Linked DNA regions of Pan troglodytes: region 1 is linked to region 2. Evidence: chromatin contacts called from public HiChIP or PLAC-seq data. All regions are on one chromosome and are shown on one strand. Each heading gives the region's core, a stretch centred on a gene start, on an enhancer-like site or on the middle of the called end of the contact. The rest is flanking DNA. Distances are from core to core; before and after follow the strand shown. Region 1 holds the start of RAP1A (RAP1A, member of RAS oncogene family). Region 2 holds the start of DDX20 (DEAD-box helicase 20).

Region 1 (7,745 bases), core at 389-2,888, 140 kb after region 2:
ACAACAATGTTATAGGAAAGCATAATAAAGACAGAAAGTCTGGGGCCTAATTTAATGCTTATTATGTCAAAGTATCACAGAAATAAATTACATCACAAGGAAAGAAAAACTACACATAGGCATGTCCACCCCCACACATTCTGACAGGAAACCCAAAGAAAGTTTCCAAATCCTGTTTCCAGCAGCATCTCTTCTGAGACGGCCCTTCATGCTTTTGAAGGTAGGAGCCCCAAGTTAAATCTAAGAGCTGATACTTTATTCTTACTGTAATCAAAACAAAAACATCATCCGCCACCTAAGAAGAGTGGCTGGCTACCTGTAGGGCTGTGGCTCATTGACCTTCTGCTCTATTATTCTATTTCATTTCTTATACCTCCTCCCTTCAAAGAAGTAACAAAATGATTTTCCCTCCCAAAACAGAATGCATTACTCCTCAATGGCAGTTCTTTTTCCAAGAGGTCAAAGGTTCCCTAAACTCTGGTTCTCAGCCCTAAGAGGAGATCCCATTTTGTAGGCACAAATGTCTTCCTCTCATCTTCTCCCCGTAGCAGTAAATTACACAACTCGGCTGAAGACACCGTCCTTAACTTCCTGATTAAGGGGGCAAGAGATACTCTTACCAAGCCGCTAGTTTGAAGGATAACAAGAATCACACCGTGACCTCTTCCCTAACAAAATTCAGGGAAGAAGCAGAGACCCATGAAAAGTAACACTGAAAAGGCGAACACATGGTAAGCTACGGAAGACATGAGGGTAAAGAAGGCGGGAAAGGGGCTGGAAGGTGGAGTGGGATGTAGATGTCAGCCCTATTAACTGGGGGAATAAAGGAAGGAAAGGGAGACCCTGAACCCTGACAGAAGTGAGCCCGGAGACAGCAATGCTCCAGTCTACCCGCACTTCTACAGCAGAGGACAGAGAATTCACCCAACCCTCCAACCCCGTTCCCCGTGTGTCCCTCCCCACCGCCCCCGCGGGCCCAAAAGGGAGAGCTGGGTTTGAAGGAAGCTCTGACCCTAGACAGGGGACATGCAAGAGGAGGAAGGCAGCGATGTCCAACCTTCTACTTCTCTCAGGCAGTGAGGTACGAGGGCACCGTGTCTGGGGAGACGGCGAGGGAAATGGGCTTGTGCTATGACACCTCGGGGAGCTGAAGGGTGGGGGACACAATGTCCTCTTTCTCTCCCACAGCCGGCCGGGGCCCCTCCCGACGGTCTCCCGCCAGGCCTACAGTCGACCGGGTCGGTCCGCGGGCGTGGTTGGCTCTGGCCCTGGCGGCGGCCGGGCCTCCCAGATCTCCGGCCCCTCCCGCCGGCCAGGCCCCCGGGCCGCCGCCCCGACACCGATGGAACGCGGAGGAGGAAGGGGGAGCCAGGCGACTGACCGGCGACATGAGCCGCCTCACCCTCGGCTCGGCCGACCCGCGCCCCCCGCTCCCTCTGGGGCCGTCTGGAGCTCCCCGCCCCTTACTCACCCCCCCGGTCCGGCGCCTCCTCCACCTCCTCCACCTCCTCCACCTCCTCCTCCTCCTCCTCCTCCCTCCTCTCGGCCGTGGCTCCTGCTCCGGCTCTGCGCGGCGACGGCAGCGGCAGCGGCGGCGGCAGCGGCCTCGGGAGCGGCGGCGGCGCCTCCTCCAGAACGCGCACGCACGCACCACGCAGGCCCCGCCCCCTGGTTCTGCCCCGCCCCTCCAAGTTGGCGTTGGCTGGGCTTCGGCCCCGCCTTCCCCACGGCGTTCCGGAGTCCGCTTAAAGGAGCCGCGCACACTGGAGTCGGGAAAGCCTGGAACTACCGGGAAGGGGCGGGGAGTTTTAGCTTTGCGTAGGGCGGGATGGGAGGTGGGTAAGACCGGAAAAAAGATGAGGAAGGGTCCAAAGATTCAAGAAGAGAATTTGGAGGGAACGCAATCATTCGACAAGCCCTAATTGAGCACCTGTTAGGTTCCAGGCGCTGTTCTAACTAAGCGCAGAGGTTTAAAGTCATAGACAGGCAAAGACCCTCTTGCAGCTTGCATGCTGGTGGAGTGAGAGAGGGGAGACAGACAACAAACAAGTGACAAAAATTGCAGGTAGTGATAAGTGGTGTGGAGAAAAATAAAGCAGAGGATAGGGTGACTTTACACCTGGTGAGATACTGCCTCTCAAAGAAGACCTTTGAGCGCATACATACGGGATGAAGGAATAAGTCTTGCAAACACGCGGGCCTGGAGGAGGAATAGCCTTTCCAAGCTGAGAGAAAATCAGCCATAAACCCAGAGGAGGGGATACGCCTGCCATGTTGCAGAAACAGTGAAAGGCCGGCATGGCTGAGCAGCGTCAGCCAGCCCGAGGGCAGTACCAGCTAGGCTCGGAGAGGCGGGCCAGTGGCCAGATCCAGTGAAGCCTGTGGGCCATTATAACAGGAACGGGAAACCATGAGAGAAGGGTGAGCCGAGGAATGACCGCATCTGATTCATTGTTGTTAAAAATTAGTCTTGCTGATGTGTGTAAAATACACAATGGGGAAGCACAGATGTCCTTGGGATACCAGTAAGGTAGCTTGGACTAACTAGCCTGGCAGCCACGGACAGGATGAGAAGAAGGCTATTTTATTTTATTTTATTTAGATACATTTTGATTGGAATGGATTTGGATTTGGGGCATAGTGTGTGAAAGAACAAAAAGAAATCAAGAGTTGATTCTTAGGTTCGGGCCTGATGACTGAGTTAATGGCAGTGCCACTTAATGAAATGGAGGAGCAGATTTGGGGATGGGGAAATCAAGAGTCTTTTCTTACACATGTTATGTTTAAGGTGTCTGTTATACATCCAAATGGAGATATTGAATAAACAATTGATATATGAGTCTAGAGAGATAAATTTGGGATTCATTAGCAAATAGATACTTTTTAAGTCTTAAGTCTAGTTAGGATCACATGGGGAGGGGAGATAGCTGAAGGAAAGGACCAAGAGGCACTCCAACACTTGAAGGTTAAGTAGAAAAGGAGGCGCTACCAGTCAGGGCAGGAGAAACACCAAGAGAAGGTGAAGCGTTGGAAAACAAGATAATTGTTTCAGGAGGGAGAGAGTGAAGAGTCTTATCAGATACTGCTGAAATTAGTAAGATAAGGACTGAGAATTTGAACACTGGATGTGGCCTGATGAAGTTGCTGATGACCTTGATGAAAACAGTTTCAGTGGAGTCATAGGGGAGAAAGTCTGATTAGGGTATGTTAATAGGATGGGAGGTGAGGAAGAGAAAGTGTTCTAAACAGCTCTTGAGAGGCTTTGCTTTGAAGGAGAAAAGGGCAGTAGCCAGAGAGGTACTTGAGATCAAGGGAGGATATTTTAAGATGAGAAATGCTTTTTCTCATTTTAGTATGCTGGAATGATTTTTTTTTGTTTTTTGAGGCGGAGTCTTGCTCTGTTGCTAGGCTGGAGTGCAGTGGTGTGATCTCCGCTCACTGCAACCTCCAACTCCCTGGTTCGAGCGATTCTCCTGTCTCAGCCTCCAAAGCAGCTGGGATTACAGTCATGTGCCACCACACCCGGCTAATTTTGTGTTTTTATTAGAGACGGGGTTTCTCCACGTTGGCCAGGCTGGTCTCGAATTCCCAACCTCAGGTGATCCACCCGCCTTGGCCTCCCAAAGTGTTGGGATTACAGGTGTGAGCCACTGCACCCAGCTGGAATGATTCTTTAGAGAGGTAAAATTGGGCCAGGCGTGGTGGCTCACACCTGTAATCCCAGCACTTTGGGAGGCCAAGGCGGGTGGATCACGAGGTCAGGAGATCGAGACCATCCTGGCTAACACGGTGAAACCCCATCTCTACTAAAAATACAAAAAAAATTAGCCAGGCGGGGTGGCAGGCGCCTGTAGTCCCAGCTACTCGGGAGGCTGAGGCAGGAGAATGGCATGAACCTGGAAGGCGGAACTTGCAGTGAGCCGAGATCGCGCCACTGCACTCCAGCCTGGGCAACAGAGCGAGACTCTGTAAGAGAGGTAAAATTGATGACACAGAAGGCAAGAGGAGACAACTGGAGAAAGAGTGTCCTCAAATAGGTGAGAAGCAATTGGATCTAGCACAGAAGTGAAAGGGTTGGCCTAGGATAGGAGTAAGGGAATGCATTCACACACTGTTTCTGGAGAGAAGGTAGAGTGTCTGGGTGCAGAAGCAGATAGATTAGACAGTACATTTGGTTGTGGCACGCTCAGGCCCCTGCAGAGCAGAGGCGGCAGGTAAGAGCTGAAATGTAGCCCTTGTTTTGCCCACAAAGCCACGTGCCCTGGTGGGGTCACATCAGCCTGGAGGAAGGGGTACTTTTCTGATTGCTCCACCAGGAGAGGTGGTGCATGTTAGCATCCTGCATATAACACACACACATGCGCAAACACACACACATGTGCATACACACACATGCATACCCACACACACACGTATGGACCTTTTCCCAGTTTCCACTGAGTGCCATATGTACTGGCTGCCTCACTGGGATTGATGAGGTAAGATCTGTTCTCTATGCAATGAAAAGCTGTTGGCTATTAAAGGAGATAGAAGAAGGTGAGAAATAATCTCCTTGAAGAGTGGAAAAGTGACTAGAGAAGCTTAGCATGGACAGTGCTGAGGGCCCTCTTGAGTTGATGATCATACATTAAAGTGAGACCACTCAGCAAGGCCGTGTGATTCTCCTCCAGCCACACTCCATTGCTTGGGGGTTGGAGGAGAATTGTATTTGACCAGGTCTGAGTTTTGCTGGGGAAAGCCTATGAGAGGGGTAGGAGTATTATGTAAGGGAGTGATTATAGTGATAGACCTTGGAATTTAAGCTGGGAGGGAAGACAGGGCAAGTAAAAAGTGGTAGAGTCAATGGTTTGCTGTGGTCCCTGTGAGAAGTAGTTTGAGAGGAAGTAATCAAACAAGTGAGGCCAAGGGGACTTTCCAAAAGTTGAGCATGGGGAAGGGTGAGTAAGGCGGTTAGGGGACAGGAAGCACAAAACATCTGTGAGAAAAAGGTTCAAGCTGGCTCCAAGGAGCTAAGGAAACAGCAAAGCCCTTGGGCTTCTGTCCTCATCACGGTATATGTGAACCATTGGTTTGGAGAGGTTGAGGAACTGGATTGCCCACTCATAATCTTCAGGGAGCTGCACAAACAGGAGAAACTGAGTGCAGGAGGAGATAAACCAATTAAATCCTCCCAGGGCTCCTTTACAAGCTTTGGGAGAACCCAATGGGCACTTTGCTTTCCCTGCCCTTTCCTTTCACCAGGGATATCTGATGATTTGTGTAGACACTTTATCTGGCCTAGTATTTGACAGAAACTAAACACCTTTCTTCCTAAATCCAGCTCCTCCTCTTCCTGACTTCCTCTTTTCTGTTCATGGCACTACCTTTCTCAGTCACTCAGCTGCCAAACCGAAGCCTCCTTTAATCCATCTTCCTCATTCTGTGCCTAATTAGTCCCTAAAGCATAGTGAGCTGCACTGTTCAATAAACATTGCACTGTGATGGAAATGTTCTTTATCTGCATAGTCCAATACAGGAGTTACATATGGCTATTGAGCACTTTAAATGCAGCTAATGCAACTGAGGAACTAAAATTTTTTTTTTTTTTTTTTTTTGAGACAGAGTCTCGCTCTGTCACCAGGCTGGAGTGCAGTGGCACGGTCTTGGCTCACTGCAACCTCCACCTCCCAGGTTCAAGCGATTCTCCTGCCTCAGCCTCCCGAGTAGCTGGGACTACAGGCGCAGGCCACCACGGCCAGCTAATTTTTTTATTTTCACCATGTTGGCCAGGATGGTCTCAATCTCCTGACCTCATGATCTGCCTGCCTCAGCCTCCCAAAGTGCTGGGATTACAGGCGTGAGCCACCACGCCTGGCCTGAATTTTAAATCCTATTTAATTTTAATTAAAGTTGCATTTAAAGAGCCTTAATTAGGAGCTGCTATATTGGACTGCACAGGTATAAATACTATACTTTCTACACAATGGCCCTTCCAGCTGCCCCCACCTCTCTAGCTCTATTGCCACGACCCTAGGTCAGGTATTGGTTAACCTAGGTCGAGACTTTTGCTGTGATCTCCTGTTTGGTCTCCTGCTTGGTTGCCTTCCCTTCAGTCCGTCTTGTGTTCTTGCCAAAACCATCTTCCTGAAGCATTGTCCAGATCATGACTCCACCCTATTTTAAAAACTATCAGTAGTTCCCCATCAAATTCAGTACAAACTGCTCAATCTGGCACTTGCCCAATTGTGTATCTCCATCCCACTTTTCTAGCCTTACCTTTCACTATACCCTTACACGTATATCAAACTACTTGCTGTAACTCCTACTAACTTTTTACAAAGGAGTCAACTTATTAAGTTACCTCTCTGCCTGCAACAAATGCCTTCCATTCCCTCTATCAAACCTAAAATCTGTTGAAATCCTTGAAGGCCTGTCTCATATTGCAGCTCCTAAGTGGAGCCCTCCTCTGAAGTCCCATAGTTCCTATTCATTCCACACCTATGGCACTTATATGCTGCTTTATAGTGCATTTTGTGTATTCATTTTATTCTCATTACTAAATATTATTCCTTGCAAGTCACTGTGTTTTAATTATGCTAATGTCCCTTGCAGCTTAAGGGGCACCTTATAAAATAAGGTACTCTTCAAATAGCCACTGAATGTAGTTATGCACTTTCATGAAATCTGTAGAGCATCCATACCGCTGTCTAACTCTAACAGTAACATCACTAGCCCTCAAAAAGAAAGTCTTTATACCCTGGAAGCAACTTTTGTAACATGAAGTTCAGACTTTTGAAGAGAAACAGACTAGGTACCTTTCTTTTCATGTTATTATTGGCTGAGAATTTCTTCCTCCCCAAACTTAGGGCACTTTTACAATTCAGTTCTAGGTTGTAATGCTAAAGAACACCGTTATTCTTAGAACTGACAGGAAAAGCATAGACACTTCTAGGACCAATTGAAGACTTTAAGAAGATTGTGATACATATCAATAAAAAGAAGCTTCCATCTAATAAATGTTTAGAAAATATATTTTTAAGCTTGCTACTTAGCAAGCCCTTATGCTTCCTGCTAAGGATACAAAGGCAGGAAAAATACCGTCCCTTCACTCAGGAAGGGCACATGATAAAAATGTGACCTGGCATTGGTATGTGATTTTACAGTTTTCACAATATCTAATGCTACCAATGATGACATTAAAGTACGTATTATTAGTCTCATTTTGTAAAGAGAAAGACTTGCTTAGAAGGATTAAATGAATTTATACAAAAGCAGAGAGCTATTAATTAGCAAGGCCTTAAACTGGTACCCAGATGTTTGGGTATTAAGACATTGGTTGAATTAGAATTTTAAGTTCCCTGAAAGCAGGTACTTGATTTGCTTTATTCATTACTATATTCTCAGAGCCTAGAAAAGTAACAAGAATATAGTAGGTTCTTAGTAAATGTTTCAGGAATAAATATTCAGGAGCATGTGTCTGTGTGTTTTGTAGAGAGAGAGAATATAAGCGAGCCATATACTTCACTGGTTATTTGTATACTTGAATTAACTAAACCGATGTTATCTATATTAGTGCCACTCAAAATGTGGTCCATAGATTGTTGATGCTGGTCCACAAAATGACCAGTTGACCTTGAGATAAGTAAAGAAAGTGAGAGTAAGCATTTAGAATCCTTTCTGGCAACTTGACATTGCTGTGATATCCAAGCAAGTGATTAGTGGCCTTGTCTAGGTGAATCAGGGCATGGACCAGTCCAGGTGTTGTC
Region 2 (6,820 bases), core at 2,910-5,409:
CATAAATTCCACTGGTAAACCAGTCATGTACCTAAATCTCACTGGTCTAATGCTCTTCATTTCTATTCAAAATAATTATCACAGTTATCAAAGACTCCCATATATCTTTATTGTTATATTAAAAGTGTGTAGTTCCTTAAAAGCCCTGGTTACCAACAGGCATTGTTATCTTACCAGGAGATCCAACAGCAATATGACACTTTTTAAGTCTGGTTTTGTCTTGTGATAATGGGGTCCCTCCAATAAAGACATGACACTCTAAGCCTTCCATTTTTATTCCAATGGCTGTAATAACAGAATGTATCTGTACAGCAATTTCTCTTGTAGGGGCCAAGATCAAAATCTAAAAAAAAACCATAAATTACACCTTTGAGTCAGAGGAATAAATACATAGGGGACTGGTATATTCATTACATGACATACTATATTTCATTTAAATGATCATTTCAAATGAGTTTTTATTGATAAGGTAAGGTACAGTTATCCCTTGGTATCCACAGGGGATTGGTTCCAGGAAGCCCCCAAATACCAAAACTGGCAGATGCTCAAGTCTGTTATATAAAATTGCATATATCTGTATATTACCTATGTACATCCTCCCACATATTTTAAACTATCTCTAGATTATTTATAATACCTAATACAATTTAAATGCTATGTAAATGGTTATACCGTATTTTTGTTTATATCTTTTGATTGTTGTATTATTTTTTATTGTTCCTCCATCCTGCCCTGAGTATTTTGATCCACAGTTGGCTGAATCAGCTGATACAAAACCTGAAGACAGGGAGGGCTGACTGTATTCCATTCATTCATTCATTCATTCAACAAATATTAAGTAAGAACCTACTCTATGCTGGGCAACATACTAGTTGCCGGGGAATCAACAGTTAACAGTACAAAGTCTTTGCCCTCATGGTACTTTCATTCTTGGATAAGAATATATACAATAAACAAAAATAAGTAATGACAGGTAATAAAAAGTATCATAAAAAAATCGAACAAGGAAAAAAGGAGTCATTTTAAATGAGGTGATCATGAAACCTCCTCAAAGGAGGTACTTTGAGCAGAGACCTACATGTATGGCATAGAGTAGAGCTGGCTATATGACCCCTGGGGAAGCGTTTTCACCAAGAGGAAACAGCAAATGGAAAGGCCATAAGATGGCAGTGTTCTTGGTGTATTTGAGGAAGAAAAAGAAGGCCCACATGACAGAATTCAGGGGAAAGTAAAGGAGGGCAGAGATCTACCTCCAGGGACTAGATCACAAAAGACCTTGAGAGTCATGGTAAAAACTTTGCAATGTAACTACTGGAGGAGGAGAAAACAAAACTTTGTGCTCTTAGCTACAAGAAAAAAAAATTGATTTAAAAAAAAAAAAAAAGGACTAGGAGAAAATATGCCAAAACTGTTAATAGCAGTTTCTCTCTAGGTAGTAAGATTACAGATTTTGTTTTCTGGTACGTCCTAATTTTTCTGAATTTTCCCTATTTCTAAAAATGAATACGTATTACTTTGATACACACACAGAGAATAATGTAATTTTCATAATCCAAAGACCTGAAATTAAAAATATGAATTTGCCGGGCATGGTGGCTCACACTTGTGATCCCAGCATGTTGGGAGGCTGAGGCGGGTGGATTACCTGAGGTCAGGAGTTTGAGACCAGCCTGGCCGACATGGCGAAACACCGTCTCTACTAAAAATACAAAAAAATTAGGCAGGCGTGTGGTGTGCACACTTGTAATCCCAGCTACTCGGGAGGCTGAGGCAGGAGAATCACTTGAACCTGGGAGGCAGAGGTTGCAGTGAGCCAAGATTGTGCCACTGCACTCCAGCCTGGGCAACAGAGTGAGACTCGGTCTCAAAAAAAAATGAATTGATGAAACTTTTCCAGGATTTCAGCATTTTATCTGCTGCCAAATTGTCAGAAGCCAAAATCTCAAATACATCTTAGTCTACAATTAGACTAACTCAGGTTCTTGGGAAGTAGGAGGATTTCCAATGTGCAACATCACCTAGGATTTGGTAGACATAAGATGGACTCAAAAAGCTTCCCAGGTGATGAACATGGATATCTGGGTTAAAAACCACTGTTGAAGATTCATCATCAGATATACCAATGCCTGAGAACTTGAAATACAGTCTGCCATAACAACTAAACTACCAAGTAAGGCTATGAGAATCACATCTAATTCATCTTTGAATCCCCAATGCCTGGCACACTGTTTATACGTAATACGGACTCAACAAATCTTTGTTGGAGAAATGATCCCCAAACTCAAATTTCCTGCTAATTTGGGTAAGGCAATCTTAGAAACACTCTAAGACAACCTGGAAGATGGGAGATCAATATGATACATTTACAGAGCTTTAAGAACCACCTGCATACCGGCTGTGGTGGCTCATGCCTGTAATCCCAGTACTTTGGGAGGCAAAGGTGGGAGGATTGCTTGAACCCAGGAGTTCAAGGCTGGTCTGTGCAACACTGGAGACCCCATCTCTACAAAAAATACAAGAACTAGCCAGGTGTGGTGGCACACACCTGTAGTCCCAAATACTTAGGAAGATGGGTGGGAGGATCACTGGAGCCCAGAAGTTCAAGGTTGCAGTAAGCAATGATCCGCCACTGCACTCCAGCCTAGGTGACAAAGCGACACCGTCTCAAAAAAAAAAAACAAACTCTGCAGTTACCAACAATAGCCAGAGCACTACATTACCATGAATCAAGTCAAATGTTAAGTCTCACATTAATCTAGTCAGTAAGTAAAAGAAGAATCCCTGTCTGTATTACCAAGTAGTGACAAAATTGACATATATGGTAGCTTTATTCTATTTAAATAAGGTACGCATAGAAAATTCCAAATTTCGCCACCACCACCACTTAACTCAATCATTCATCAAATTCACTTCCAGCTCTGAGGAGCTACTGGTATTTCATCTGACCTGTGGTGAAGTCCACAAAACACATCCTCCTCTGGTCCTCTCAGCTAACTCACCTGGGTACTTAAGTTTTCAAGAACAAGAGAGTCCAAAGCTATGGTGGAGAACACACAGGTTTTCCCGGTGCCAGATTTAGCTTGAACAATTAAATCTGCGAAGGAAAAAAACAATTATCACTAGCCAGTACTCACTGAAGCAACTTAGGGGCTAACATGGAATCAGAGAACTAGAAGGGTCTCCTGAGATTCCCCTAGTTGGCACCTTCATTTTTAGTTGATTCTCAAAAACGTATGAGAACACGCCTAGTCCCTGAACGTTTACCGTTTATCTTCTCAAACTTAGAACCATTTGTCAGTGCTTAAAAAAAGGTCTTAACTAGCCTCAAGTTCAATAGTGCACGTTAGTTTTACAAATAAGTTAACTGAGCGTAGCGCCTAGCCCCCGGCAGGGCCCTGCTCCGGGGGCCGACCGAGGGCTCTTCCCGAGCTGCGGCGCGGGCCTGGCCGCCGCCGCCCGTCGGTCCCCCTTCTCCCACCCCACCCCCCGACCTATCCCGGGCCCCCGCTCTCACCGAGCCCGCAGCGCCCCAGAGGGATGGCCTTGAGCTGCACCGGCGAGGGCCTCTCGAAGCCGGCCGCCCGCAGCCCCTCCAGCACCGGCCGCGAAAGCAGCAGTGACTCGAAGTCGGCCGGCTCCGCCAACAGCACATCCCCCGTGCGGGTCCGCGGGCTGCTGAGATCCTGAGCGGTCCGCAGGATCCTCACAGGCCCGGGTGTTGGCTCTGGGGCCGGGACCTCCACGGCCACATGCTCAGCCGGCATAGCACTCGCCACTGCCGCTAAGGCTCCCGAGGCTTCAAATGCCGCCGCCATGGTAGCCGCGCCGTCAGATCTCGCGATGCTTAAGGGGAGGCGGGGATCCTGGGAGCGAGAAGAAGAAAAACTTTATTGGCAGTTTTCCCGCGAAGACACTAACACGCCCGGCCTGGAAGTGGAAGAAAGGGACGGGAGTCGGAGGCTGAGAGACTGCCCAGACACACAAAAAATGTGGCCTGAGGAAAGCCCCAAGAGGGAGGAGAGGAAAGATGAGGCAACTGGTGAGTCGCTGCCTGTGGCCTGCAGAGGGCGCCGCGGGCCTGCGGTGGGGGCACCGCCCCGCCTCTCGGCCCTCTTCTGGGCGGAGCCGCCCAGCCGTGCCCCCGGCGCCACCGCCCTCTCGTCGTTCTTTGTGATGCGCCCGGTGCGTCACGCCCCCGTCTCGTGCTGCCGTTTTCCGTTCCGCTGGCCTGTCTCGCTTCGCGGCCACCTCTTCCCCAACGCTACCCGCTCCGTACCCTGACTCGCTGCTCCTCTGTGCTGGCAGAGAGCGCGCAGAACGTAGCCGGACCCAAGGGTTTATTTACCACATTGGCTGGTGTGTCCGTCTGCTGTGCAACCACATTTATCTCCGGTGAGATAAACCCCATTTATCTCCTAGCAAGTCCCTGGCGCACAGTGAGCTCTGATAAAAGTACGTTGAATTGGAACCTGGAACTGGACTAACAGCTCCCAAGTTCGTATCTCCGCCTCAGATCTCCCTTTAAACTCTAGACGTGTGCATCCATCTGCCTCCATGCATCTGCCTCCATGCATCCGCCTCCGCAGCACCTCCCTTGGGATGCCTAATAGACTCTCAAATGTTACATGCCTTCTGTATTGCTCCTTCCCCCATCATTTCATGCGTAGGCAGCTAGCAGTCTCTGCCACTTTTCCTTGCTGTGGTCTTCTGCTCAAATATCAGCTTTTCAAAGAGCTCTTCCTTTTCAAAGAGGTCTTGAACACCCTAAGACAGCTCTGTCATCCTCTCTGCTCCCTGGCCTTTCCCAGCACTCTCTTCTTTTGTTTTGCTTTATTTTTTCTTTATGATACTTATACCTACCTGAAATTATATGTCTACTGCCTGTCTCCCACACTCTATGAGGACAAGAACCTATTCTGTCTTGTTCTCCTCTGCATCCCTAGTGGGAAAAACAATCTGACACATAGGAAATGTTCAATATTTATCAAATGATTGAGCTCCTATAACAAACTCTTAGTCATCATGCCAAATTTAAATATTTCTGGACCTCAGCCATATTCATAATTCCAAATTTAGTTGTGTGGGGTGGCTCGCACCTGTGATTCCAGCTTCTTGGGAGGCTGAGGCGGGAGGATTGCTTGAGGCCAGGAGTTGCCAGCCTGGGCAACATGCAGAAACCCTGTCTCAAATTCTTAAAAAGTAAACAAATTTTTAAAAATACAAAGAATACCAAACTTAAATATATTCTGCAACCAAGCCCAACTTTGTCCATAGATTATAATGCTGGTCATTGTCCCTACCCCCTTGACACACACACAGTGATGGTCTAGATTCCATATGATATAGGAGGGGCTTTGACATGGTAATCCCATTGGAAGGTGGTCCTGAAGGTTTATTTTGCCTGGAAATTTACAAAACATTGAGAAAATGTCAACTATCCGTTTGAAGGAATGGAGACTGATGGAGGAGATGGCACTAAAGGTCCCAGCCTTCCTCTTACTGCCCTCACCTCTTTTATCTGCCTAATCCCCAGACCACAAACCTGGGAATTATTCTTGACTCCTTCGCCACTTTCTAACAATTTACCAAGCACAAGTAATTTGGCCTCCAAATATTTCACCCATTCTTCTTCAGTCTCCATAGAATCTGCCCTATATTTTAGATCCCTTTATCATCCTAACTCGCAAAAACCTCCTGAATGGTTTCTCTGGCCAGAGTTTCTTCTCTATCCCAGCCATGTACCCCACAGGTGCTAGAGTGATCTTTCTTAAGTGGATATCTTAAGCTGTTGGGGTCCAGCTCCAGATACTGCTCCTTTTGATACCCTTTTTTATTCCCCACCCCAGGGTCCCACATCACACTATAAATAATTCTAGTCTGGCTCTTATGTTGTATTTGCTTGGTTACTTGTATGTGCCTCACATTAAATAAACTGTGAGCTTCTCAAGGACAGTAATTTTGTCATCCTAGGCCCTCCAGGCCAGCACCAAGCACCTGGTAGACCCAATAAACATTGAATGGCTGACACCTTCTTGCTCAAAAATCTCTTCTGGGTCTCCATGCACATAGCAGCGGTTCTGTAGAACTCACACCAATCACTGCTGAAGAACCACAGGATTATCCCAAGAAAAGCAAAAAGACTACATTTCCAGAAAACATTTATAGTTTTATAGGCATTCTGTTACTGCATTTGTTGTTTTTGATGTTTTACAGACACAAATATTGCAGTAATGTTATTGGGAACCATGGTGAATAACACAAATTTTTTTTCTCACTAGTCAAAAGTTATAACAGTGTTGTTGACCATAATTTTTAGTGCTATAAAGATCTCTTGCCCAAAAGCAAGAAATCATTTAATAACTAGGTAAGGAGCATAACACATACAGAAATGGGCTTGATTGTGTCTGTCTCCCAGCCTCCCCCGGGATAAATAACAGTGGGATCCCTGTCTCTTCTCTGGCAGAGCAGCCCATCTACCTCCTCCAACCAGACCCAACTAGCCCAGATGCTTAATTCTCCATGACTTGTAACACCTCAATACCTTTGTATTTGCTGTTCCATCTACCTGGAGAGCCTTTCCAGGGAGCTAGAGGAGGGAGAGATTCCTATGAACTGAAAAGGTGAGAGTGACACTTAGAATGGGTGTTAAGATTCAAATGATCTCATCCAATCATTTTGCACTGGAGGCTTTTGAACCCAGAGGAAAAGAAAACAGGCCAGGCGCGGTGGCTCACGCCTGTGATCCCAGCACTTTGGGAGGCCGAGGTGGGCGGATCACAAGGTCAGGAGATCAAGACCATCCTGGCTAACATGGTGAAAC

What was found. HiChIP or PLAC-seq counts read pairs in DNA pulled down with a chosen protein or histone mark.
Region 1: a contact with region 2 is called in an H3K4me3 HiChIP or PLAC-seq map of stem cell-derived excitatory neurons, with 2.3 times the contacts expected there. The contact joins the promoter of RAP1A here to the promoter of DDX20 in region 2. A contact is called at or near these places in 1 of 7 Hi-C or Micro-C datasets (stem cell-derived neural progenitor cells) and 1 of 1 datasets of contacts at active chromatin or transcription factors (stem cell-derived excitatory neurons).

The regions. Positions count from the first base shown.
Region 1 is chr1:119,564,955-119,572,699 of NHGRI_mPanTro3-v2.0_pri, forward strand. It overlaps RAP1A (RAP1A, member of RAS oncogene family), which reads right to left and starts at 1,639. Exons shown (of 8, transcript XM_054685654.2): 1 at 1,472-1,639. It also overlaps the pseudogene LOC104002465.
Region 2 is chr1:119,425,645-119,432,464 of NHGRI_mPanTro3-v2.0_pri, forward strand. DDX20 (DEAD-box helicase 20) reads right to left here and starts at 4,160. Exons shown (of 11, transcript XM_016925673.4): 1 at 3,515-4,160; 2 at 3,000-3,094; 3 at 175-343. The coding sequence starts at 3,815. It overlaps INKA2 (inka box actin regulator 2), which reads left to right and starts at 3,936. Exons shown (of 2, transcript XM_054685651.2): 1 at 3,936-4,039. The coding sequence starts at 4,028.